Linked DNA regions of Mus musculus: regions 1, 2, 3, 5 and 6 are each linked to region 4. A link is a contact called in public Hi-C, HiCAR-type, HiChIP or PLAC-seq, capture Hi-C and promoter capture Hi-C data. All regions are on one chromosome and are shown on one strand. Each heading gives the region's core, a stretch centred on a gene start, on an enhancer-like site or on the middle of the called end of the contact. The rest is flanking DNA. Distances are from core to core; before and after follow the strand shown.

Region 1 (3,776 bases), core at 662-3,161, 450 kb before region 4:
TCCAGTTGCAGTCAGTTTGACTACCAAGAATAGCCATAACAACAGGCAAGACAGAAGAGCTAAAGATAATTTTTACCAGCAGCATGGCAGTCATTTTTCTTACAAAACAAAACAAAACAAAACAAAACCAAGAAGCATAGGGATTTTCTTTAGGGAGTCTGGACACATTCATGTAGAGTTCTGCCTATTCCTAACTATGTTCATTTAAAGAAATTCTACTTTAGAACATGATCACAATGTAAAAGCCAAACATTTGGTGATTTGGTGTCGTTTTTAGCTCAAAATTGTGCAGAAATATACATAATTTATTTTAAAAGACAGAAGAAAATGTCTCTGGCATGTTCATTTTGTACCTCAAGATCTTAACTGAAACTCAAATGTTAATCAATCCGGAGGAAAGTAAGACCACTACAGCAACTTTTGGACTGCTGGAAGCAATGGTGATTTTTGTATCCAAGAGCTAGCCAGCAACTGCCTCCTAATTCTTTTTTGTTTGTTTGTTTGTTTGTTTGTTTTTTGTTTTTTTCGAGACAGGGTTTCTCTGTATAGCCCTGACTGTCCTGGAGCTCACTCTGTAGACCAGGCTGGCCTCAAACTCAGAAATCCACCTGCCTCTGCCTCCCGAGTGCTGGGATTAAAGGCGTGCGCCACCACGCCCGGCCTGCCTCCTAATTCTAGTTAAAGAGATCAACCCTGAATCCACTTTTAGTGCCCCATTTTAAGAGTAAAATCACAAGTATTTCCCAAGCAGGTTTACAGAAAATAGACAATGAGAGAAAAAGGAAATATAAAACAACAACAACAACATCCCAACAAAACAAACAAAAACAGCAACAACAACAAAATAACATCATGTGGCCAATATGCAGTTATATAGGGTCAGATATAGTCAGGGTGTTCTCCAAAATATGTAAAGTTCATGGGTCGGGGCAAGACAGGCTCTAGGACAAAGGCTTAAACACAGCAAATCAGCTCTTATAGTAAATATCAACTTAATTTTTCATAATACAGCATAATGGCCCCTACCTTCAAAATGGAGTCAGACAAATTTCTCATCAGTGACACTGCAAACAAAAAGATAGATATATCAATGTGACAATCCCCACACATACAAACAAGAGATACCACATATATAGAGCAAACATCAAGGGTAAGTCACCTATTAGCACAGTAGATGTTGTACTTAGATGAACAGCTATACTGAGCTATTTTATACTCAGAACAAGGTTGCTTTTCCTTCTGGGCAGGTTGGCTCAGAGGAAGGTCATGGATGCCTCCGTGCAGGACCAGAAAGAGTTCATTTTGACTAAGCCTGGAGGCTGTCTGTCTCAGGACTGTGACAACACCAAACAGTGTGTTGAGTATTTTTCTTCGTAAATGAATGGTAAGAGATTTTAGATGTTAATTGGTATCAGCAGCATTGAAATAGCACGTCAAGGCACCGGAGAGATGGCTCAACAGTTTAGAGAGGTGGCTGCTCTTCTAGAGGATCCAAGTTTAATCCCAAGTATACACTTCTTGTTCTATCCTTCATTTTTATGGTTATATGGATATCTGCCTAGTTGTGTCTGTACGCAGTACCGACAGCACCCAGAAGAGGGCGGAAGATACCAACCATTGGAGTCACAGCACATTGTTAGCTACCTGGGTTAAGGAAATGGAACCTGGGTCCTCTGGACAGCACTCAGTGCTCTTATCTGCTGAGCCAACTCTCCAGCCCCTCTTCTTTTAATTTAAAGTTTACTTTTGTACTTGTTCATTGAAATATATTGCATCTCATACACCCTTCCTTGTCCTCCCTCCTTCCCTTCCCAAATTCTTCCTTGTCATGCATGAGTAAGTAAGCTCTTAATATATGACTACAACCGGCCCCAGTCACTGAGCCGCCGCCGGAGGACTCAGCTGCCTCCCCCTCGAGCCCTCTTGCTTCCCGAAGCTACGTCCCCCACGCCCGCCTTCTCCCGCAGCCGCCTTCCGCAGGCCATTTCCGCCGAGGAAAAGGAATCTTTTCGTATGTCCGCTATCCAGAACCTCCACTCTTTCGACCCCTTTGCTGATGCAAGTAAGGGTGATGACCTGCTTCCTGCTGGCTCTGAGGATTATATCCATATAAGAATTCAAAAGAGAAACGACAGGAAGACCCTTACAACTGATCACTGATGAGTACGATAAAAAGAAACTAGTGAAGGCGTTTAAGAAGAAATTTGCTTGCAATGGTACTGTAATTGAGCATCCAGAAGAAAATGGAGAAGTAATTCAGCCACAGGGTGACCAGCGCAAGAGCATATGCCAGCTCCTGATAGAGATTGGACTGGCTGAGGAAGATCAACTGAAGGGTCATGGGTTTTAAGTGCTCGTGGCTTAAGTGAGGATTTCCTTGCAATGAGTAGAATTTCCCTTCTGTCCCTTGTCACAAGTTTAAAAACCTCACAGCTTGTATAATGTAATCATTTGGGGTCCGCTTTTAACTTGGACTAGTGTAATTCCTTCATGCAATTAACTGAAAAGAGCCACAATACAACACACACACACACACACACACACACACACACACACACACACACACACACACACACACATACAACCTGCTGAGTCTGTTGTTGTTGTTGTGTTCATTTGTTTGTTTGTTTGTTGTTTATTGTGTGTATATGGTTTCAGGAGTGATTACATTGCATTAAGTGGCCAACTAGGGAGCGCATTCCTGCCTCAGGCAGATTCTCTGACTTGCAGATGAATTGAACTGTTAATGAACAGTGGGCGTCTAACCCCTCTAATGACCTAGGCTGTCTTGGACAGCAAATATTATAAAGATTAGAAACCTAGGGATGGAAAATACACGAGCAGTTGAGAACACTGCCGATTTTCTGAGGGCACCCAGGTTTCCTTCCCAGCACACTCAGCAGCTCACATCTATCCCTAACTCCAGCTTCAGGGAATCTGAAAAAATCTGTTCACCTCCTAGGCAGCCATAAATTCACCAAGCAGGAATGAGGCAAAGTCACATAAACAGGCAAAACTCCCATATACATGAAATACAAGTGAAATTCTATTTCTGAAGAAGGAGGAGGAAGTGGAGGCAGAGGAAGAAGAGGAGGAAGAGGACAAGAGGAGGAGTAGGAAGAAGAAAAGAGGGAAGGGGGGAAAGGAGAGAGGTACAGGAAAGGGGAGGGGGAGGAGGAGGACCTTGTACCATAAAAATTATTTTTCACGGTGAGTGTGGTTTTACATTCTTTTGATCCCAGCACTTAGGACACAGAGGCAGGAAGATCACTGTGGTTTTTGAAGAAAGCCTGTGAGTAGCCAACACACACACACACACACACACACACACACACACACAGAAAGGGAAAGAAGAACAAAACTGAATAATAGATAAAAAGAAGCATAGGAGAATGGGGAGAGTGTAAAACCTCTTCAGTCATTTCAGTTGTCTGTCACTTGTGCCCATAAAATCATTTTCAGTAATGACTATTGCCAAGCATGGTAGCACATGCTGTTAATCCCAGCATTTAGGAGGCTAAGACAATCTGATATCCAAGAGTTCAAGGTTATTTTAATCTACTTAATCAATTTCATGATAATACTAATCTCAAGAAGACTACCACATTTTTAAACAGTGATTATAATTTTTATTTTATTTTATTTTTTGGTTGAGACAATATCTCACAAAGACCCTCATCTGATTTTGATTCATTATGTATAATATATAATACATAGACTACATAATATATAATGTAAAATAATATTGACTCTTTAAGAAATTCTCATATATGCCG
Region 2 (3,519 bases), core at 118-2,617, 460 kb after region 4:
TTGAGTTCAGTTTCAGCACTCACATCTGGTAGTTCACAACTTGTGCATACATGTAAACACACAATAGTCATGATGATGTTAAATAATATTGATAACAAATAATTTATTAATAATAATAGTTATTAAAGCACAAATGAAGCAGAGGCAGGCTAACCTCTGAACTGGAGGCCAGCACAGTCTACAGTGCAAGTTCCTGGACAGCCAGGACGACACGGAGAAATCCTGGCTTGAAAAACAACAACAAAACAAGAAACACTGATACCAGAACAACGGAGGCAGAAATGGTAGACCTCTGTGAGTTTCTGGCCAGCCTGATCTACACAGTGAGACCCTCCTGACCCCCTCCCCCGTCTTGCCCCTCAAGTAAACAAAACCTGTCTAGGTCAAGCAGCCTTACTGTCACATGAAATAATCCCGTTTTTGTTTTTTATGTTAGGGATTCATGTAGACCTGACTGACCTTGAACTCCTGATTTCCAGTCTCCAAACAACCCCCTGGCTCATCAGTTGTTTTTGAGGCAGTGTCTGGTCTTGTAGCCCAGACTGGTATCAAACTCGCAGCAATCCTTCTGCCTCTGCTTCTTGAGTGCACCACAACGCCTGTTCTTTCTTTTGGCTGTTTTTATTCTGAAATATGGGCTGGCTACATAGCCAAAGCCGGTCTAGAACTCATCAATCCTTCTGTCTCCCTAAAGCAGTCATGACAGGTGCAGCAACCACGCCCGCTCCATCACTACTACATGAACAGCAACACCAGCGTCCCCTGAACCAGAGTCACACTGTCTTGAACCTCTTGTACTCCTGGCTCCACTGCCTAGAATGCGGCCGACCCTGTAGCAGGTGCTCAGGTGCACACAGGCGCAGCGCGAATGAATAAAATGAATGAAAGAACCTGCACAAGAAAGGCGAAGCATTTGCTTCCCAAGTATCTCTGGGACGATTCTCTCCTTCCCCCAAACCAAGTCCGCGAGAGTCGTGCAAACACCACCACCCCGACCCCGCGGCGCCCACTCCCCACTGCGCCAGCCACAAGCACAGGCGGCCGGTGCTCCTCACCGGGTCTACGCAGCCACGTGGGGAAAGGGTGGGGCTCGCAGCTGTCACCCGAGACTTTGCCTTTGGCTCCTTCGAGCCACCATATAAGCGCAAGCGCAGAGGCGCCGCCTCGCCTCGGCGTCCCTCCTTCAGCCGAGAGGCTCCTTTCCGGGGCAACGAGGGCGACCGCGAGCACAGGTAAAGCGAAGGGAGCCACAGAATACGCGTGGGCCTGAGACTCTTGCAGTACTCTCAATGCTACTCCTAGGTGTCGCTTCCCCTCAAAAGAGATAGTTTTCACCTAGGTAGACTCGGCCCTGAGAAGTGAGCAGCGCGCCTGCGCGAAAGAGCGAAGATGGCTGCCCTCGACGCTTGCGCATGAGGACCTAGGCGGTGGCAGCCAGCGCCTGCGCACCAAGGCAAGGCAGAGGCTTGCGCCTGCGCGACGCGGCGCTGCGGAAACCGTTGGCTCATTTGCATCTCCCCGCCTCGCCAGGCGGTGGATAAGGGGCCCGAGGCGGCGGCGGCAGCGGCGGGGGCGGCACCGCACGCGGCAGGCTCCGGGTGAGGCCCGGGCCCTGGAGACCTGGGAGGGCTGGCCCGGGGTGGGAAGGACTCTGGGTGTCTCTAGGGCGAGCGCGCTCCTCCAGCCTGTCTGGCGGGTCCATTCATTACGCTTGAGCCCTCAGTCGGCCGGGCGAGTTGGGCGTAACGGCGAGCGGGCTTCGGGCCTCCAGCTGCCGGGAACCACTGCAGCCTCCGAGTCTGCCAGTACCATAGACGGGGAAACGGAGGTGCAGACAGATTAGGTACCTTGATTAAATTTCAGGATCAGCTGACCCGGAGGAGTCCCTGCTCTTAAATGACAGAGAACAAGGGGCGTCCTATCGCTTTCCCAGGGTGTGGGGAAACGGGGTGATGGTTATAGAAATGACCAGAAGGGAGGTTTACCTCTTGAAGTTGGAAGTGTCATAAGGAAGGCTGTCACTGATATGTATGCTGCCTTATTTTTTTTTAACATTCAGAAAGTGCCCTCACAATGAATGCCCTGTTGGTCAGGCTCAACATTAGGATGCCTGACCTAGTGGTTCACTTCTTCAAGTCTGCTTTTCTCCCGTGTGTGAACATTTTTTTCTTTCATTCCTTTTTTCTTTCTTTCTTTTTCTTTTTCTTTTTTTTTTTTTTTTTTTTTAAGGCAGGGTCTCAAACTGATTATGATGGCTCACCCCTATAATCCCAGTTCCCAGGAGGCAGAGACAGGGTGGATTTTCCTTTCAATGCCAACCTTAGTGTGTATGTATGTGTGTGTGTGCACACACAAAGTTTGAGGCCAACCAGAGGTGTGTAAGGAGATCATTTGGAATCTCTCCTACTCAACCATGCTACCAAAAAAAAAAAAAAAAAAAAAGTAAATAAAACTAAAAAGATTGGGTCTGCAGAACCTGGCAGTGCACACTGGCAATCCTAGTTCTTGGAAGGCAAAAGCAGGAGGATCAGAGGTTTAGTGCTCATGCCAAAGTGGGCTACTCTGTTGTAGTTGCAAAAAATCCAAACAACAACAAAACAAAACCCTCATGCACACACAAAACTGGGTCTTGCTATGTAGCCTAGGCTGGTCTGGAATAAACTAGGTAGCTCACACAGGTTTTAAACCTGCAAACCTGTTGCTCAGCCTCTTAAATAGCTGAGATTACATGCTTGTACCACCAGATACCTCTGTGTGTGTATGTGTGTGTTTGTGAGAGAGGGAGGAGAAAGAGTGAGTGTGTGTGTGTGTGTGTGTGTGTGTGTGTGTGTGTAGGCCAGAAATTGATGTCTGGTTACTGATTGGCTAGTCTGGCTGATCACCAAGCTCCAGTGATCTTTCTTCCTTGTCTTCATCAGAGATTACAGGCACATATGTCCTCATGCCCAGCTTTTTTTCCTGCTTAGTTTTGGGTACTTTTGGGCACATGTTTGCCACAGCACATGGGTGGAAGTCAGAACTTGGCCAGTTTTGAACTCAGGCCATCTTGTTAGGCCCCTTACTGAAACCAGCTCAGCCTCTATTCCCCTTTTAAGATTTTACTTGTTGGTTGCTCAGTGTGGATGCTGGGTTCTGAACTGAGGCTCTCTGCGAGAGCAGCAAACACTCTTTAAACACTGAGCCACCTCTCCTGTCCCTCAGCCCTTTATATAGGTTCTCATTGTATTGTCTTGGTTGCCCTGGAACAGGAAATCCCATTGCCTCAGTTGGAATCTCTGCCTGCAGTACCACACCCAGCTCTTTCTGTGCTATAGGGACTCAGCTCCTGGGTGTGTTGCTGAAAGAAGCAAAAGAGATCTTGTACTGAGACTAACTCAGAGTATACAGTTGCTAGCTTATTATCCTCTTGTGAGAGTGTCACTCGCTCTTCCAGAGAATTCTCAGAGGTGAAGAGCTCTGGGAAACCCTTCTCTAAACTGTGAGTCTGAGTGGCCACACCTTTCCTAAATACTTTTTTTC
Region 3 (3,447 bases), core at 560-3,059, 300 kb after region 4:
AGGGCAGAGAGCCAGACTACTCAGAATATAAGGAGTTTAAGCTGACGGTGGAAAACATTGGCTACCAGATGCTCATGAAGATGGGCTGGAAAGAGGGCGAGGGGCTGGGCACTGAGGGCCAGGGCATCAAGAACCCAGTGAACAAGTGAGTGCTGCCACAGGGCTTGCGGGAGCACACAGATGGACAAGTCCTAAGGTTCCAGCTAGTGACAACTAGTTCTGGTTTAACTAGTATGTAAAGCCTTGCTACCCACACTGCTTGACCGTGAAGCTGGCCTCTGACCCCATGTCTGAGTGAATCTAGGACCTGCCAACCCTGCCACCAGTCCCCACCCCAGTACCCCAGAAGCCCTTCCTGTCTGTCTCATCCTGGTTCCTACTCATGACTGCTGGTTTTCCTTCCACAGGGGTGCCACCACAATAGATGGAGCTGGCTTTGGCATCGACCGGCCAGCTGAACTCTCCAAGGAGGATGATGAGTACGAGGCCTTCCGCAAGAGGATGATGCTGGCCTACCGATTCCGGCCCAACCCGCTGGTGCGTGCCTCCCTGACTGCCTGTTAGTTTGAGAGAGATGACAAAACCCCTGCTGTAGCCCTCACAGGATGTCAGCTCTGCTGCCTGCAACGTTGTGGAGGGAGGACCTATAGTTTTCCACTAACACTCCTTTGATCTTTTTGGGCTTCCACAGAACAACCCCAGACGGCCCTACTACTGAATATTCTGGAAACACAAAGTCTACATTCAGATCGGCCATCCTTGGACTATGAAATGTTCTGGCATCCATCTCTATCCTGTGGTCACAAGTGTTGTGCTGTGTATTAAAGTCCCAATGCTCACCTGTCCAGCATTCCAGTTCCTGCTGTTGCCAGAAACCTCTTTTGTCCCTCCTCCAGTCCCACTGAGGCTCATTGAGTTCACAGTAACTGGAGACCAGCCAGTTGATTCAGACTTTACCCCAGGCAGAGGAAAAAGAGGCTTCCAAACACTTCATGATATGTGCATGGGCTGGTGTGGACTGGGCACAGCTGGAGTATGGGTAGGGCCTGTCTAGAGGCAGAGGCCTGGGCTGTCTCATGTATTGCTCACTGCATAGCTGCAAGAGCCCAGCTGGAGCCCGTGATGGTCAATCTTTGCAGCTTCATCCCATTTGTGCTGCCCTGGATCCTCCCCAGACCTCTCCAGCTAGTCAAAGTCCTCAAGAGAATAAGAATGATAAATCTGAGTACTCCAGTCTTGCTCCTCTGGTCTTCCATCTCCCCAATGTTTCCCTCTCCCAAGATCTGGTTGGGCATGACACAAAAGGTCCTAGAGTTGGCAGAGCTGAGTAGTGGGAGTGTGGCCAGGGGCTGGACTGCAGTGTGTACAAGTTGTGAGTGTAGGGCCTGGGGGCGGGGCCATGTAGAGCGTGGCTGCACTCTTGAGCTAATGCCTGTGAGTAGGGCTAGGAGAGGTGAATGGGTCTTAGGTAAGGGACTATTGTGGACTCGGTAAAGGGAAGTCTCTACAGTTCAGCCCCACAGGTGACTAGGGTATGGGGGCGGAGTTATAAGCTGGGTAGAGGTAAGGGGGCATGGCTGCAGATGTGGGACGGCTGAAAACTGGGAAAGGACGCTGTGCAATGGATAAAAGGACTGAGAAAGGGAGCTTATGGGCGGAGTCTCCTGATAGTAGGGCGGCACTCCCCACCCACCCCCTCCGCATACTGGCCAAGAACCTCAACACAGGAAAGGGTGGTGACCAGCTCCTGCGCGGGGCGACCTTTGCGCGCGGGGGGGGGGGGGGGGGCAGGCAGGTTCCTGGCAACTCAGAGCTCTGACGCGCTGCGGTCACGGAGCCAAGCGTCCTGGAGGCCTCGCCGGGGTCGGGGTGCCGCTGCCATGGACATCCCGCCCCTAGCCGGCAGGACTGTGGCAATGTCATTCTGCGCCCTGCCAGTGTCCTACCTACTCAATCAAGTTTCGGCGTTCTCACAGTGCGTTTTCGTCCATGAGGACCATGGGGCTGGAGGGAGGATGAGGGGTAGCAAAATCCCATAGGATGGGAGCTGGGCCGGGGGAACGCCATTGCAAGCAGAAATCCCTCTCCAGCCGCGCTGTCAGGAAGATGAAGTTGTAAGTTTCTGGGGAAAGGTGATGTGGAGCCATAGTGGGTTGTGGCATTTACGAGTATTCCAGGGATGTATGCTGTGCCAGTTCCAAAGTCACCCAGGGTCAAAGTATTTTCCTAGATAAAGCCCAACTCACCCAACTTCCCTGGTACGCATGCCCTGTACCATCGTCTCTGTCTCAGGCCTAGAGTTAACTCCCCCTACAAGCAATGAGCACCCTGTCCCTGACTTCTATCTTCAGATAGACCCCGGAGGTCCAGCAATCCCCTCACTCCAAAGCTCAGTTAACTCAAACAGTGGGATAGAGAGGGCCTTAGCCATAGGTCTGACTCCCTGGTACCTGTCTCCTGAGAGTCTGAGTGAGCCAAGTGCCCTTTGGGAGCCCAGGTCTCTTTATCTATCTGGGTTTCACTATCGTCATGGGTGAGGATCACAAGTTCTGTGCAGTGTCAAGATTAGTGTTGGCATTTTGGTTAAGTAAAACCAGGATGGAGTTTATGAAATGTGGGCCTGGGTAGTTTAGGAGAATTGAACAAAAACTGGCTGTGTGGCACCAGACAGGTGGATTCCCCTCTCTGGGTTTTGGTTTGTTTGTCCAGCTGTGTTAAGGGAAGCCCAGAGACCTGGCTTGTGTTATCTATGCAGCTAGCTGAACTGTCTTATCAGACTGTATAACTTCGGTGTAACTGAGCAAGAATAGGGAAGTGCAGTTGGAGACATTTGGACTTTAGTTGAGAGAAACTGGGAGCCTCAAGAAAATACTAGATTCCCTCCCATCAGAGTCCAACCACATGAAGGGTGAGGCTCAATGAGTGACCTGGCAAATCCAAAGGAATGAGTATTAGCTAATGATGAAACACAGAGATAGGGAAATCAGAGAGGGCTTCCAGTGGGAGCAATATGGATAAGCCTTGAAGTATGAGTAGGAGTTTGCCAAGTAGAAAACCTAACCAAGAAACCACTGATGGAGAAGTCAGGTCTCATTCTCCTTTGCTGACACTTTCTGAATAATTCCTCCAGGAGGTCTCACCCAAGCACTCGATTTTCCCCCAGGCCCCTGTTTGTGGTGCTGACGAGTGCTCTGATACTGGGTCTGCTCTTCCTGGCAGTCTATAGCCTATCTCATGGGGAGATCACCTACGACCCTCTCTATGCTGGTGAGTCATTGGGAGGTGCTGAGGAGCAGGGTTCTCTGGGCAAAGGCTAAAGACCAACCCAAGGACCTCTGTTAGTCTTTGAGTGGTTCCCATTAACTGTGGAACTCGGAGGGCCTGGAATACCATTAGACTGGAGAACCTCAAAGGGTGTCTTTCAGAGGTGGAACTCCAGAGAGAAGT
Region 4 (3,527 bases), core at 674-3,173:
GATTTTAACTGTTTTAAAACTTTCAAAAAGTTTTATTAGGAGCAAAGAGGAGATACAAATTATAGACATTTCCAAGAAAGGCAATGGGCCTCTTTGAGTGAGAGAATGCCAAGGGGCCTTACTTTGTTTTTTTCACACTTTTTTATGAAGATCAGTGTTTTGCCAGCACATATGCGGTGCCTGTGGAGATCAGAGGAGGCCTGGAGACTAGTTACAGGAGGTTGTAAATGGCCACCTGAGCACTGGGAACTGAATCAGGCAGCATCCTCTGCAAAAAACAACCAGGGCTTTTCACTGCTAAGCCACTTTTAAAGTTTTAAGAGTGTGTGTGTGTGTAGGGGTTCGTGCATTTGAAGGAGGTGCCCTCAGAGGCCAGAAGTGGAGATGGGATGCTCTGGTACTGGAGTTATAGGCAGTTGTGAGTCACAGAGGTGGATGCTGGAAATCAAACTGGAGTCTTTACAAGAGCAATACCCTCTTAAGCACTGAACCATCATTACAGACCATCCACCTCATCTTTTTGACAGGGTCTCATGATGTAACCCTGGCTAACCTGGAACTCTGCAGCTATGTAAACCAGGCTAGCCTCAATCTGCCAACCTCTTCCTCCCAAGTGCTGGGTTAAAAGTAGACTGACCAACCAACCCAGCAAGAACTATAATTTTTAACAACAAAAAACAAAACAAAACAAAACCATGCAGGGCAGTGGGAGACAATGCCTTGAATCTTGGCACATGGAAGGCAGAGAGAAGCAGGTGTATGGCTATGATTTCAAGGCCAGCCTCTACAGAGTGAGTTTTAGGCCAAAGCAGACCTAACAAAAAACAAAATAAGCAAAAAAGACAACAACAAAACCCCAACCAAACAAAAAGCAAACACAAAATAGTGATACCCCATAAATATGGCGATAGGAAGCTTCAGAACTGAACGTCATGTTTCCTCAATCTGCACTAAGATTTAAATAATCACAATATAAATCCTAACAACTTATGAAAAATTAAGAAACTGATTCTCAAGTTTATGTGGAGAGTGGAAAAAAACGAAAATGGTCCACACAATTCCAAAGAAACAGCACACAGACTTAAAGTGTATATATATAGTTATAGATATTATATATACACATGTTATATACACACACATATATATATGGGGTGTGTGTGTGTGTGTACCTTTTTTTGACAAAGTAGCAAAGGAAACTCAACAAAGGGCAGAATAGCAAAAGGTTATTAGCAGAACCGATGTCTATAGACAAGAAATTAAATAGAGTTTCACAATGTTGGGGCTGGAGAGATGGTTTAATGGTTGGGAAAACCGGCTGCTCTTCCAGAGGACCTGAGTTCAATTCCTAGTACCAACATGGCAGCTCAACAACAGTTCCAGAGGATCTGACATCCTCACAAAGACATACATACATTTTGGCAAAATACCAATGCACAAAAAATAATAATTTTTTTAAAGTTTAAAATTCACAGTATTAACTCAAGTTGATTGCTTTGACCTAAATGTTACATGAAAATTCAGAACTTCTAGAAAGTAGCAGAAACTAGATGACCTATTGTTTTACAACCTTCTGATGAGATACCCAAAGCAGGACTGTATAAAACGCCTGCCCCAGACAGAGCACCGACTCTTTCCTGCGCGAGGCGGAGCCTCCGCAGGGAGGCTCCGCGCTCTGCGCAGGCGCGGACCACGGCGAAGAGGACACAGGGCCCAGCGCCACACAGCACTGAATGCCGCTGCCGCCCCGCCCCAGCCTCGGGGAGGATCCACCACAGCGGGCAGGGACAGCGGCCCTTGCTCACCATGGCGCGGCTTCCGAACTCGCCCGCGCTCTCCTCACTGGTCCCGGCAGCAGCGCTCACAGCACAACACACCGCACCTCCCTGTGCCGCAGAGCCGAGCCACAATATGGCGGCCGTGAAGAACCCGCCTCTTGCCGCTCTCCAGTAGTCCTGATTAGACGGCACGGTTCTAGAACCTGATTGGCTACCAAAGCCTGAGTGACACTAGCTTCCAAAGCCGAAGTGTGGGATTCAAATGACAGCCATAGCCCCGCCCTCCTTGCTTCTAAGCAGAACTAGCTTCTCCCTGGTAAAGCAGTACTCCATCACCAAGTCGTCACTGTGCACACCGAGTGCTCATTGCAGCAATCCTGCTGCCTCACAATTAGAAAGGTGCTCAGGTCAGTTTTAATTAGAAGGTCAAATTATAACTGGACATGATGTTCTCCAGGCATCAGGAATTTGAGTAAGGAACATCTATGGTTTATACATCTGTCCCAGGTTGCACATTAACACAAGTATTCATTTCCTCTATTTTCATAGCATGTGTGTTCTTCCAGTTAAGATCTCTATCCAGCCGGGCAGTGCAGGCAGTGGTGGCACACACCTTTAATTCCAGCACTTGGGAGGCAGAGGCAGGCAGATTCCTGAGTTCGAGGCCAGAGTGGTCTACAGAGTGAGGACAGCCAAGGCTACACCAGAAACCCTGTCTTGAAAAAACCAAAACAAACAAACAAACAAAAACCAAAAACCTCTCTATCCTTCCATCTCACCCCCGTTTCTCCTCTCCAGGCCTCTACAGACATTCTAATTTAAACAAAAGCAAAAAGAAAAAGAAAAAGAAAATTGAAGACGTGGGTCAAGGAAATGACTTAGTAGGTTAAGCATGAACATAGTAGAAGAAGACCAACTCAGGAAAGTTGTCCTCTGGCCTCCACAAGTGTGTTCTTCACACACACATAAATATACACAGACACACACACACGTACATAGCCACTAAATCATCAGAACATTTTATTATTTAATTTTTGGTTTTTTGAGTTAGAGTTTCTCTGTGTAGCCCTAGCTATCCTGGTGTTTTTGTTTTTGTTTTTTGTTTTTTTGTTTTTTTCCAAGACAGGGTTTCTCTGTATAGCCCTGGCTATCCTAGAACTCACTCTGTAGACCAGGCTAATCTCAAACACAGAGGTCTACCTGCCTATGCTTCACGGGTGCTGGGAAAAAGGCGTTCACCCATTTTTACTAAAGAAGAAGTGGGGGAGTACTGGCAGTAGAAACAATAAGAAGGAAAAACCCAGCAAAGCTAATGGAGTCAATGAACAGATCAGTGAGTGGTGTTCAGTCGTGTAATGATTAGTCTTGATTGTCAAAGTGATAGGAGCAACCCTCCAGCATGTATGTAAGGGTGTTTCTAAATAGGGTAGTTGAGATAGGAAGGCTCTTCCTAAAAGTGGGCAGTATCATTACCTAGACCACAATCAAGGACCGACTGAAAAGAGGGAAGGAGGTGAGGGGATGGGAGCACTCTCTGTACCTTCTGCTCTTGTAGAGAACTTGTTTGGTTTACACACACACACACACACACACACACACACACACACACACACACACCCGTTGGCTCTTAACTTCCTGTAAATCCAGCTCCAGGGGATGAAATTCCTTCTTCTGAGCGCCTTCATGGCTCATGCATACTGAATTACCCATACATGTAAATAAAAAAAATGTTTTTAAATTATCATTATAGAA
Region 5 (3,837 bases), core at 878-3,377, 380 kb after region 4:
ACTGTCATCCAAAACTCAGGGGTGAAGCAAGAGGATTGCCCTGAGATGCAGAGTTGGGCAGAAAAGGTTCCAATTACACAGGTGTGGAACAATGGAGAGGACACCCAGTCAGCTGAGATCCTGCCCCACATCCCAAAGCCCTTCACCCAGGGGCGAACTCCTCAGATCTGAAAGCTAATGTCCCCATTTCTGGGCCTTACTTCCCGATCCCCAACAGCATTCTAGTGCAGCCCTTCTCCACAGTTCTGGTCTGACCTCCACTGTTCCCCTAGCCCAGTACTACTTGCCAAGAGTTGGGGAAGGGAACATGTGGAGTTTCTACTTCCCTCACACCAGGGTGGGGTTCGGAGGCGCTTCACACCACAGCCAGCTCCAGCTTTGTCCCAGACCTCTGACCCTGACATTCTTTTCTCTCTGAGGCTTACCTCAAGTGCTCCCCACTTGGGTCTTCCTCTGGCCCATCATCTGTGCAGAATGATGCTGGGCCTCCAGGCCGAGGGTGGATGGGAGTCCTAGAAGGCCCCACAGTGACTTTCCCTCTGCAAAGCCAGAGGCGAGCTGAGACAGGGGCATGGGACAGGGGCATGGTACTGGAAGGTATATGAGGACACTGGCAAAGGCACAGCTGGTAAGTCCGTACTGGTGACCCCCCCCCCCATATAATGGCTCTAATTATTCAGGAGTGGTCCAGCGTGGCACTGGCTTGGTCCCATTTGCCAGCAGGATCAGAATTCTAAAGAATCCTTTATTTCCTTATTGGACAGGGTCTCTTGTTTTGTTTTGTTTTGTTTTTCGAGACAGCGTTTCTCTGTATAGCCCTGGCTGTCCTGGAACTCTGTAGACCAGGCTGGCCTCGAACTCAGAAATCTGCCTGCCTCTGCCTCCGGAGTGCTGGGATTAAAGACGTGCGCCACCGCGCCTGGCTATTGTTTGTCTGTTTTTATATTTATTTTGAGCCAGGGTTTTACTATGTTGCCCAGGCTGGCCTTAGTTAGACTTAGCATCTTCATGTGATTGTCTCAGCCTCCTGAGTACCTGGGATTACAGACTCAGCCACCAGGCCCAACTTATTTCTTATCTAGAGACAGTAGTCTCAAAATTACCCAGGATGCACTTGAGCTCTGTGTACCTCATACTGGCCAGAAACTTAGCACACTCCAGCCGACTGGAGCAACTGGGAGGACAGGCTGTGTCACCAAACCAGCTGCTAACTGTACTTCACTCCTATTAAGGTGTATGGTCCTGACTAGCCAGTCCAAGGTAAGGTCAGGGTCATCACAGTGAGGTCCAGGAGCCCTGACTCCTTAAGGAGGAGCCTAGCTGTTTGTACAGCCTTGCCCAGTGTTTTTTAATTTTTAAGATAATATATATTTGTATATGATTGTGGGGGGGAGGCGTCGTCTGTGCCATAGCAGGAGGACAGAGGACAACTTACTGGTGTGGGTTCTCTCACTCCACGTTTTCATACCGGAGATAGAACTCCTGTTACCATGCTTAGCAGGAAACCCCTTTACCCACTGAACCATTTCGTCTGGCTCCACGACCCTGTTTTCTTTTTCTCTTTTTTCTTTCTCTTTCCTTTTTTTTGTCTGGCTCCACGACCCTGTTTTCTTTTTCTCTTTTTTCTTTCTCTTTCCTTTTTTTTTTTTTTTTGTTGTTGGTGGTGGTAGTGATGGTTTTGGTTTGTTTGTTTGTTTGTTTGTTTTTTGTTTGTTTCCAGACACAGTTTCTCAGTGTGGCCCTGGCTGTCCTGGAACTTGCTCTGTAGACCAGGCTAGCCTCAACAATCACCAGCCTGTACTTCTCCAAGGGCTGGGATTAAAGTTGTATGCCACTATGCTCTGGTTGTTCTGTTTTGTTTTGGTTTTGATAGGGTCTCGCTCTGTATCCCATGCTGGCCTGCAACTAGCTGCAGTACTCCTGCCTTAGCCTCCTTGGCGTGCACTTCTCAGTCAGGCTTCTCTTTGGATCCTAGCATCTTCTCTCGGACGGACCTAGTTTGAAACGTCTAGGAGCCAGAACACAGCCAAGTATCCGCCCCTATGCAAATAACCTACTTCCACCCAATCAGCTCTTGAGGGCGGGGCTGCGCGGGAAGGCATCTGCCACTGGGCCAGAGCTATGCTCAGTGCAGCAGAAGCATAGGCGCCTGGACCCTCACAGTGCGCAGCAGGTGTGGCCAGCAGGGACCAGACTCCCGGGACTCCTGAGGTGTGCGCGGGTCTCGGGGCGGGTGGGATGCAGAGAGCCGTGAGTGTGTGTGTGTGTGTGTGTGTGTGTGTGTGTGTGTGTGTGTGTGTGTGTGTGTGTGTGTGTGTGTGTATGCGTGTGTATGCGCGCGCTGTCTTTGGGTTAGGGGGCCTTGCTTTCAGGAGTGTTTGCTGAGTAGGGTTTCAACTAGCCTAGTCTGGAAGTTACTATGTAGCTCATCTAGCCTCAAACTCACAGCAGTTCTCCTGCCTCAGACTCCTGAGTGCTGAGATCACAAGCATGTGACCATTAAATTGTTGGAGGTTTCTTCTTTCTCTTGAGAAGAGGGGGTTTAAGACAGGTCTTGCTCTGTAGTCTAGGTTAGTCCAAAATTCACTATGTAGTTCCGGCATTCGTAGTTCAAACTCAAAGCAGCTCTCCACTCTCAGCCTTCCAAGGTCCAGGATCTCAAGGGTGTGACCACACTCCACTGTTGGAAGTTTCAGTTGGCAATTTTAGAGAGGGTTTCACTCTACAGTCCAGGTTGGCCTAGAAGTCTATGTAGCCATACCTGGTGCTTCATGCCTTTAATCCCAGTCAGGCAGATCTTTTCAGGCTAACCTGTTCTACATAGTGAGCCCTAAGTGAGGCTGTATCATGAGACCTTGGGGTTGGGAGGAGCTCTGTAGCTCAGGCTAAGCTAGAACTCATGGTAGTGGATCTTTGGTCTCCCAAGTGCCAAGATCACAGATGTGTACCCGTGGGTGGCTGTGTTTGTGGTTTTCTTTGTTTTAGGTAGAGGGGGGTTGAGAGGTTGAGACAGGGTCTTTGTGTGTAGTCCAAAATAGCCTTGAACTTTCATCAGTCCTCCTGCCTCCGTTTCCAAAATGTCGGATCACAGGTGTGTTCCTACTTGAGGCTGTATTTGAAGTTTTGGTGATGGTTGATTGTGATGGCACTATATCTGGATACTGGCTGGTTTTGTGTGTCAACTTGACACAGACTGGAGCTATCACAGAGAAAGGAGCTTCAGTTGGGGAAGTGTCTCCATGAGATCCAACTGTGGGGCATTTTCTCAATTAGTGATCAAGGGGAGAGGATTCATTGTGGATGGTGCCATCCCTGGCTGATAGTCTTGGGTTCTATACGAAAGCAAGCTGAGCAAGTCAGGGGAAGTAAGCCAGTAAAAAACATCCCTCCATAGCCTCTGCATCAGCTCCTGTATCCTGACCTGCTTTGGTGATGAACAGCAATTTGGAAGTGTAAGATGAATAAACTCTTTCCTCCCCAACTTGCTTCTTGGTCATGATGTTTGTGCAGGAATAGAAACCCTGACAAAGACAAATTGGTACCAGAAGTGGGGTATTCCTGTGACAACCTGACCATGTTTTGGGGAGGACTGTGGAAGGACTTTGGAACTTTGGGCTAGAAGACCCATTGGGATGTTAAGAGCTCTGTGGGATGTTCTGTAGGAACTTGGAAGATAATGTTGAGAACAGTGCAGAAGATGGAGGCCTGGCTTGTGAAATTTCAGAGGGATGATTAAAGACTCTTATCAGAGCCATTGCTGATTTGATTGTGAAGATTCTGTGGTTCTGGTTAGCTGGGGCTGAAGAATCAGCTGTGATTAACAAGATACCAGAACTA
Region 6 (3,928 bases), core at 155-2,654, 500 kb before region 4:
TTTTTTTATGTTCCTGCTTGACTTTGAGTTAGAAGGCACATAAACGTCTCTGCTTTTAGATTGCGACCATGTTCAAAAGTGTATTTGTTAAATGAGCATGTTGAGGAATAAGCAGAACTCCACGTGAATGTGTCCAGGCTTCCTAAGAAAAATCCCCATGCTTCCTTTTTTGAGAAACAGCATTGCTTTGGAAATGACTCCCATGCCCATACAGGTAAGAACTTTGGCTCAGCATTTCTGTTTTGTCTGCTGTGATAGCAATTTTTGATAGTCAGACTGAATACATCTGGAATTAACTAAAACCCAATGGGCTGAAAACATGCGAGGGATTTTAATTAAAGCTTTTAAAGTGGAAAGACATTTCAGGATCTTTTGAGGTGACAATATTCACCTTTAATCTGGGCCACACCTTCTGGTAACAGCCTACTTTTGTAAGTTCATTTCTTTACTGGCATTAGAGCCCCTATCTTTAAAATCGTGGGTTATACTGAAGACCGGCTGAGACAACCAGCCTAATGGACTGAACTAGTGAATTCTTCAACTTTTAGTTGGTAGACAGCCCTTCTTGGACTTGCTGGACCACAGCCTGTGAGCCATTCTAATAGATTCCCTTTCTACCTACATAGAGATCTGTTTTATCCCTTCTGTTCATCTAGAGAACCTTCACTAATACACAGCTATGTTCTTTTCACCTTAACTCAGGAACATGCTGGCTAAGAATAGTGTTCATAAAAGGCATGTTTCTATGAACCAATTCATTCTAAGTATTCAAGTTACCATGGAGACTATACTTTTCATTATTACTAATTTGTCAGGAGACAGGCCTGCATTTCATGAGGAAAACTCCTATAGGAGTGGAGTACCATTCAGCCTTCTGGTGGGAGGTATACCTATCATTGTGTTTCTGATCTGGTTCCAGCTTTTCTCTCAGGATATTCTGACGTACCCTTGCCTCCCAGGTTACATGCAGTTGAACTTCACCTAGCCTCAGTGTCAAGCAAAAGAACAAACGTTTTGATTCCTAAAATCTCTCCTTAATTGTTAATATTGTGGCTCCCTTCTACTTGTGGGACACAAAAATCACTCCACTCCACATTGTGAAATGAGATGCACAAGCCAGCCACCCAGTGTCCAGGAGGAAGAAGGAAATGTTGCTGAGTGCAGAAAGGCGGAAGGGTGAATGGTTGGAGGCAGGGGCAAATGCGACTGAAATGCAAATATGTGCATATCCGGGAAAGGTCTGGCCTTGGGGTTGATATCAGCTCTAGCAAACACTGTGCTGTGTCCCTTCTGCATCCTCTAAGCATAAGGGGGAGGTTCTTGTCACTCAAGTCTCATTAGCCAATCAGACCCTTGAGGCGGACCTCCAGTCAGAAGGGGAGGCGGGCTCTTCCGGGGGACTTTCTGCAGGCTGGAATCTGAAGCTTCCTTAGTGCTAGTGGTTCTTTGCCACTACCTGCGGCTTAAGCGCGAGCCTGGGAGAGAAGATATGGTGAGCGAGGGGCGGTTGCCTGGTGAGCAGTGGGCTTGTGAACCTCGGGAGCCCGTGTGGTTGGCCCTCCCTGGGGTCGGATGGGAAGCAGTGGTTAGATGCAGCCTGCTGTGAGATTCTTTGTGGTATTTGCATCTCCCTAGACCCCAGTGGTGGTCTGGGAGCTGCATCTGCGCAGAGCCTTGGGAACAGGGGTAGTGTGTAGAAGTATCCTTGTAGTCAGTTTCACCAGGCTTTTGTTGCATCTGAAGATGGCAGTTTGCCAAACTCAGAGAGTCCCAGTTTCTCTAGCATCTCTAGAATTTCTGTGCTTCATATTTAATATTTAGGAGTACGATCCATTTGGAGTTAGTTTTGGGGAGGTAGTAAATGGCGTTTCATGTGTTCGTTAGCACTCCGCTAATAATCTGTGATGGAGAAGGGTAGAGTTGATGATGGAAAGGATTTACCAATGCTTAGGAGATAATAAGTCACGCAAAGTAGAGTTTAGCTAAGGGTGGGCTGCCTCTAAAGCATCCTAAAGATGATGATAAGTAGTATGCTAACCAGGCTTCTTAGACATGAGGTGATCAGAAACACATGTTCACTCACCAGAATTGTCTCGACATTTGGCCCCAAACTCTAACAAAAGATTTACAACCAGCCACTAACGCAATCCGCATATTAAAAGGCAGTTAGTTGTCTAAAAGCTATTCAAAGAAGTAGTGCACGGTCACAACTAACATCAAGGTCTGGTGTGCTATACAGGTCTAGTTTTTCCCACTAAAAAAGCATAGTTTTGCCCGATGGGTAAGACACAGCTCTTTGAAAAGGAAGGGCACTGTTGTGTTGAGGGCTGGCCTGATCTAGCAAGGTTTTCCCTGAGGCTTTCCTGTGTGGAAAAGGAGCACTGCCCCTTCTCAAACTGAGGAACAAACCTGGTAGATCCAGTAGAAACCTGGATTGACACAGTTAAGTCAGCTCAGAGGTTTGAGACACAGGCCACTCACTGGCTGTAGCTGTGTGTCATGGGTTATACATCTCAACAGCTAACACTGTGCCCAGAGGCAAGGTCAATCGATATCTTATTAATGGCATTCCCTCTACTAAGGAAGGATCTACTCTTTTTCCAGGTCAATAGTGCTAAGATTTTTTTTTCAATTATTTTTACCTTTTAAAAATTTTTTAACTTAATAACATGTACACTTTTTATTTTCTTAATTTAGGTTATATGTGGGAAACTGAGACAGTAATTCAAATAAAAAAAGTGTTTTGGTTGTACACATAGAAGAGGTAATGGAGCAGAAAAGTGAGAAAAGCAGAGAGAACAACTGAAGGTGAATCCCCACAGGGAAACTCCAAAGCAATGTAAAGCACACGGGGAGTTTCCCCACCAGGAGAAGCAGCTGGCTGGGATCATGCTTTTACACATCACCTCCAGTCAGCAATTTGTTAAAAGTTGTCCGTCAAGGGAGATGATACACGTACATTTCGGCACGCTGAGCCTGCTGCAATGACTTAGGGTGACAGGCAAAACTAAAATAGCAAGAGACAAATATACCAGAGGGCTTAGAGTTAGCAGGTAGGCGGGATGTACTGATGTGCTCAGTAGAGTAATACAGACAGAGCACCAGCAATGCTGACCACATTTGTCATAGCATTCTCCAACTAAGTGGTGGTCCTATGCTACACGGTGTACTGTGTACCCAGTGTAGCTAAAGCATCAGTTAAGTACAAAATTATACATCATTTTTACCTTTTAAAAAAGTCAGTTATTGGTATCACTTTTTAAATGTAATTTTCTTTAAATGTGTCACTGCTCCAATCTCTATTTCTTTCTGTTCTCCAGTGTTTCCTTCTCGTTAGGAATTTTATTCTGTTTTTCTCAAATGCTATTTATGTATTGATTTCTGTTTACAGCAATGTCTCCCATAGCCCAGGCTTGCAATTTATCATTGCTTTCCACACCTAATCCTGCCTCTGCTGCCTAGTGCTTGAAAGGCAGTCCTGCAACTCCTTCCAGGAAAAGGGAAAAGAGACCAATGAATGATTGTCCTCTGCCCTCCTTGGCTTCTATTAGGAAATTACAAATGAAGAGGAACTTGTGTTAGAACCGAGTTCACTGACCAACTTTGAAACTGCTGTAGTCACAGCACAGAAAGGCAGGGTCAGGAAGGGTGGTGAGAGCTTTTTTGCTCTGGCAACAGTAGGGATTACCAATGAGTACTCTGGGAGTCAATTTTAGGTGATCAATCAATGTCCTGTTTCTTGGGTCCACAGGACATGCAATCAAGAATCTGAATAAAGAACTGAATTTATTTCTAGGAACCAAATTACTGTAGTTACACTAGTTTAACCAGTACAGAAGATCTGGTCAAACTGACATGGCCATGTCTAACAGGAGTGTTGCTTTTCCTGGATGAAAATGGAGAGTCTGAGAGAAAAGGTGTGAGTAAT

What was found. Promoter capture Hi-C pulls out the DNA fragments that hold promoters and counts their contacts. A called contact is a pair of places that touch in the nucleus more often than the background predicts. HiCAR-type assays count read pairs that join an accessible place to other places. HiChIP or PLAC-seq counts read pairs in DNA pulled down with a chosen protein or histone mark. Capture Hi-C pulls out chosen DNA fragments and counts their contacts.
Region 1: a Hi-C map of cerebral cortex shows a contact between it and region 4, with 2.7 times the contacts expected there. The contact joins the enhancer-like site here to the promoter of Zfp866 in region 4. A contact is called at or near these places in 1 of 484 Hi-C or Micro-C datasets (cerebral cortex), 7 of 115 datasets of contacts at active chromatin or transcription factors (astrocytes, cardiomyocytes, embryonic hindbrain and 3 more) and 1 of 9 other capture datasets (embryonic stem cells).
Region 2: an H3K27ac HiChIP or PLAC-seq map of extraembryonic endoderm stem cells shows a contact between it and region 4, with 2.2 times the contacts expected there. The contact joins the promoter of Armc6 here to the promoter of Zfp866 in region 4. A contact is called at or near these places in 1 of 39 promoter capture datasets (pre-B cells), 1 of 484 Hi-C or Micro-C datasets (B cells) and 2 of 115 datasets of contacts at active chromatin or transcription factors (embryonic stem cells and extraembryonic endoderm stem cells).
Region 3: a contact with region 4 is called in a promoter capture Hi-C map of hematopoietic stem and progenitor cells. The contact joins the promoter of Tm6sf2 here to the promoter of Zfp866 in region 4. A contact is called at or near these places in 4 of 39 promoter capture datasets (the HPC-7 cell line, hematopoietic stem and progenitor cells, liver and 1 more), 2 of 115 datasets of contacts at active chromatin or transcription factors (extraembryonic endoderm stem cells and pancreatic cancer cells) and 1 of 9 other capture datasets (liver).
Region 5: a capture Hi-C map of macrophages shows a contact between it and region 4, with 2.3 times the contacts expected there. The contact joins the promoter of Mef2b here to the promoter of Zfp866 in region 4. A contact is called at or near these places in 2 of 115 datasets of contacts at active chromatin or transcription factors (bone marrow-derived macrophages and pro-B cells) and 1 of 9 other capture datasets (macrophages).
Region 6: a contact with region 4 is called in a HiCAR-type map of astrocytes, with 2.5 times the contacts expected there. The contact joins the promoter of D130040H23Rik here to the promoter of Zfp866 in region 4. A contact is called at or near these places in 2 of 484 Hi-C or Micro-C datasets (B cells and embryonic stem cells) and 1 of 115 datasets of contacts at active chromatin or transcription factors (astrocytes).

What each region holds. Positions count from the first base shown.
Region 1 is chr8:69,327,205-69,330,980 of GRCm38.p6, forward strand. It overlaps the pseudogene Gm7688. Among named protein-coding and RNA genes, the nearest start is that of D130040H23Rik, 58 kb to the left of the region's middle. Within about 2 kb of position 1,912, at least 30 of the 459 cell types and tissues checked have an H3K27ac peak or open chromatin away from gene starts, as enhancers often do. A contact at or near this core is called in cerebral cortex, where this site is marked.
Region 2 is chr8:70,233,055-70,236,573 of GRCm38.p6, forward strand. It overlaps Armc6 (armadillo repeat containing 6), which reads right to left and starts at 1,368. Exons shown (of 8, transcript NM_133972.2): 1 at 1,056-1,368. It overlaps Sugp2 (SURP and G patch domain containing 2), which reads left to right and starts at 1,151. Exons shown (of 11, transcript NM_172755.4): 1 at 1,151-1,598.
Region 3 is chr8:70,071,115-70,074,561 of GRCm38.p6, forward strand. Tm6sf2 (transmembrane 6 superfamily member 2) reads left to right here and starts at 1,810. Exons shown (of 10, transcript NM_001293795.1): 1 at 1,810-1,975; 2 at 3,164-3,267. The coding sequence starts at 1,881. Sugp1 (SURP and G patch domain containing 1) reads left to right here. Exons shown (of 14, transcript NM_027481.3): 12 at 1-145; 13 at 408-537; 14 at 692-1,233. The coding sequence ends at 718.
Region 4 is chr8:69,772,988-69,776,514 of GRCm38.p6, forward strand. It overlaps Zfp866 (zinc finger protein 866), which reads right to left and starts at 1,924. Exons shown (of 4, transcript NM_177899.3): 1 at 1,803-1,924. The coding sequence starts at 1,805.
Region 5 is chr8:70,150,634-70,154,470 of GRCm38.p6, forward strand. It overlaps Mef2b (myocyte enhancer factor 2B), which reads left to right and starts at 2,128. Exons shown (of 9, transcript NM_001045484.2): 1 at 2,128-2,211. All of the region lies in intron 1 of Gm45929 (predicted gene, 45929), which reads left to right.
Region 6 is chr8:69,269,700-69,273,627 of GRCm38.p6, forward strand. It overlaps D130040H23Rik (RIKEN cDNA D130040H23 gene), which reads left to right and starts at 1,405. Exons shown (of 5, transcript NM_001384124.1): 1 at 1,405-1,492.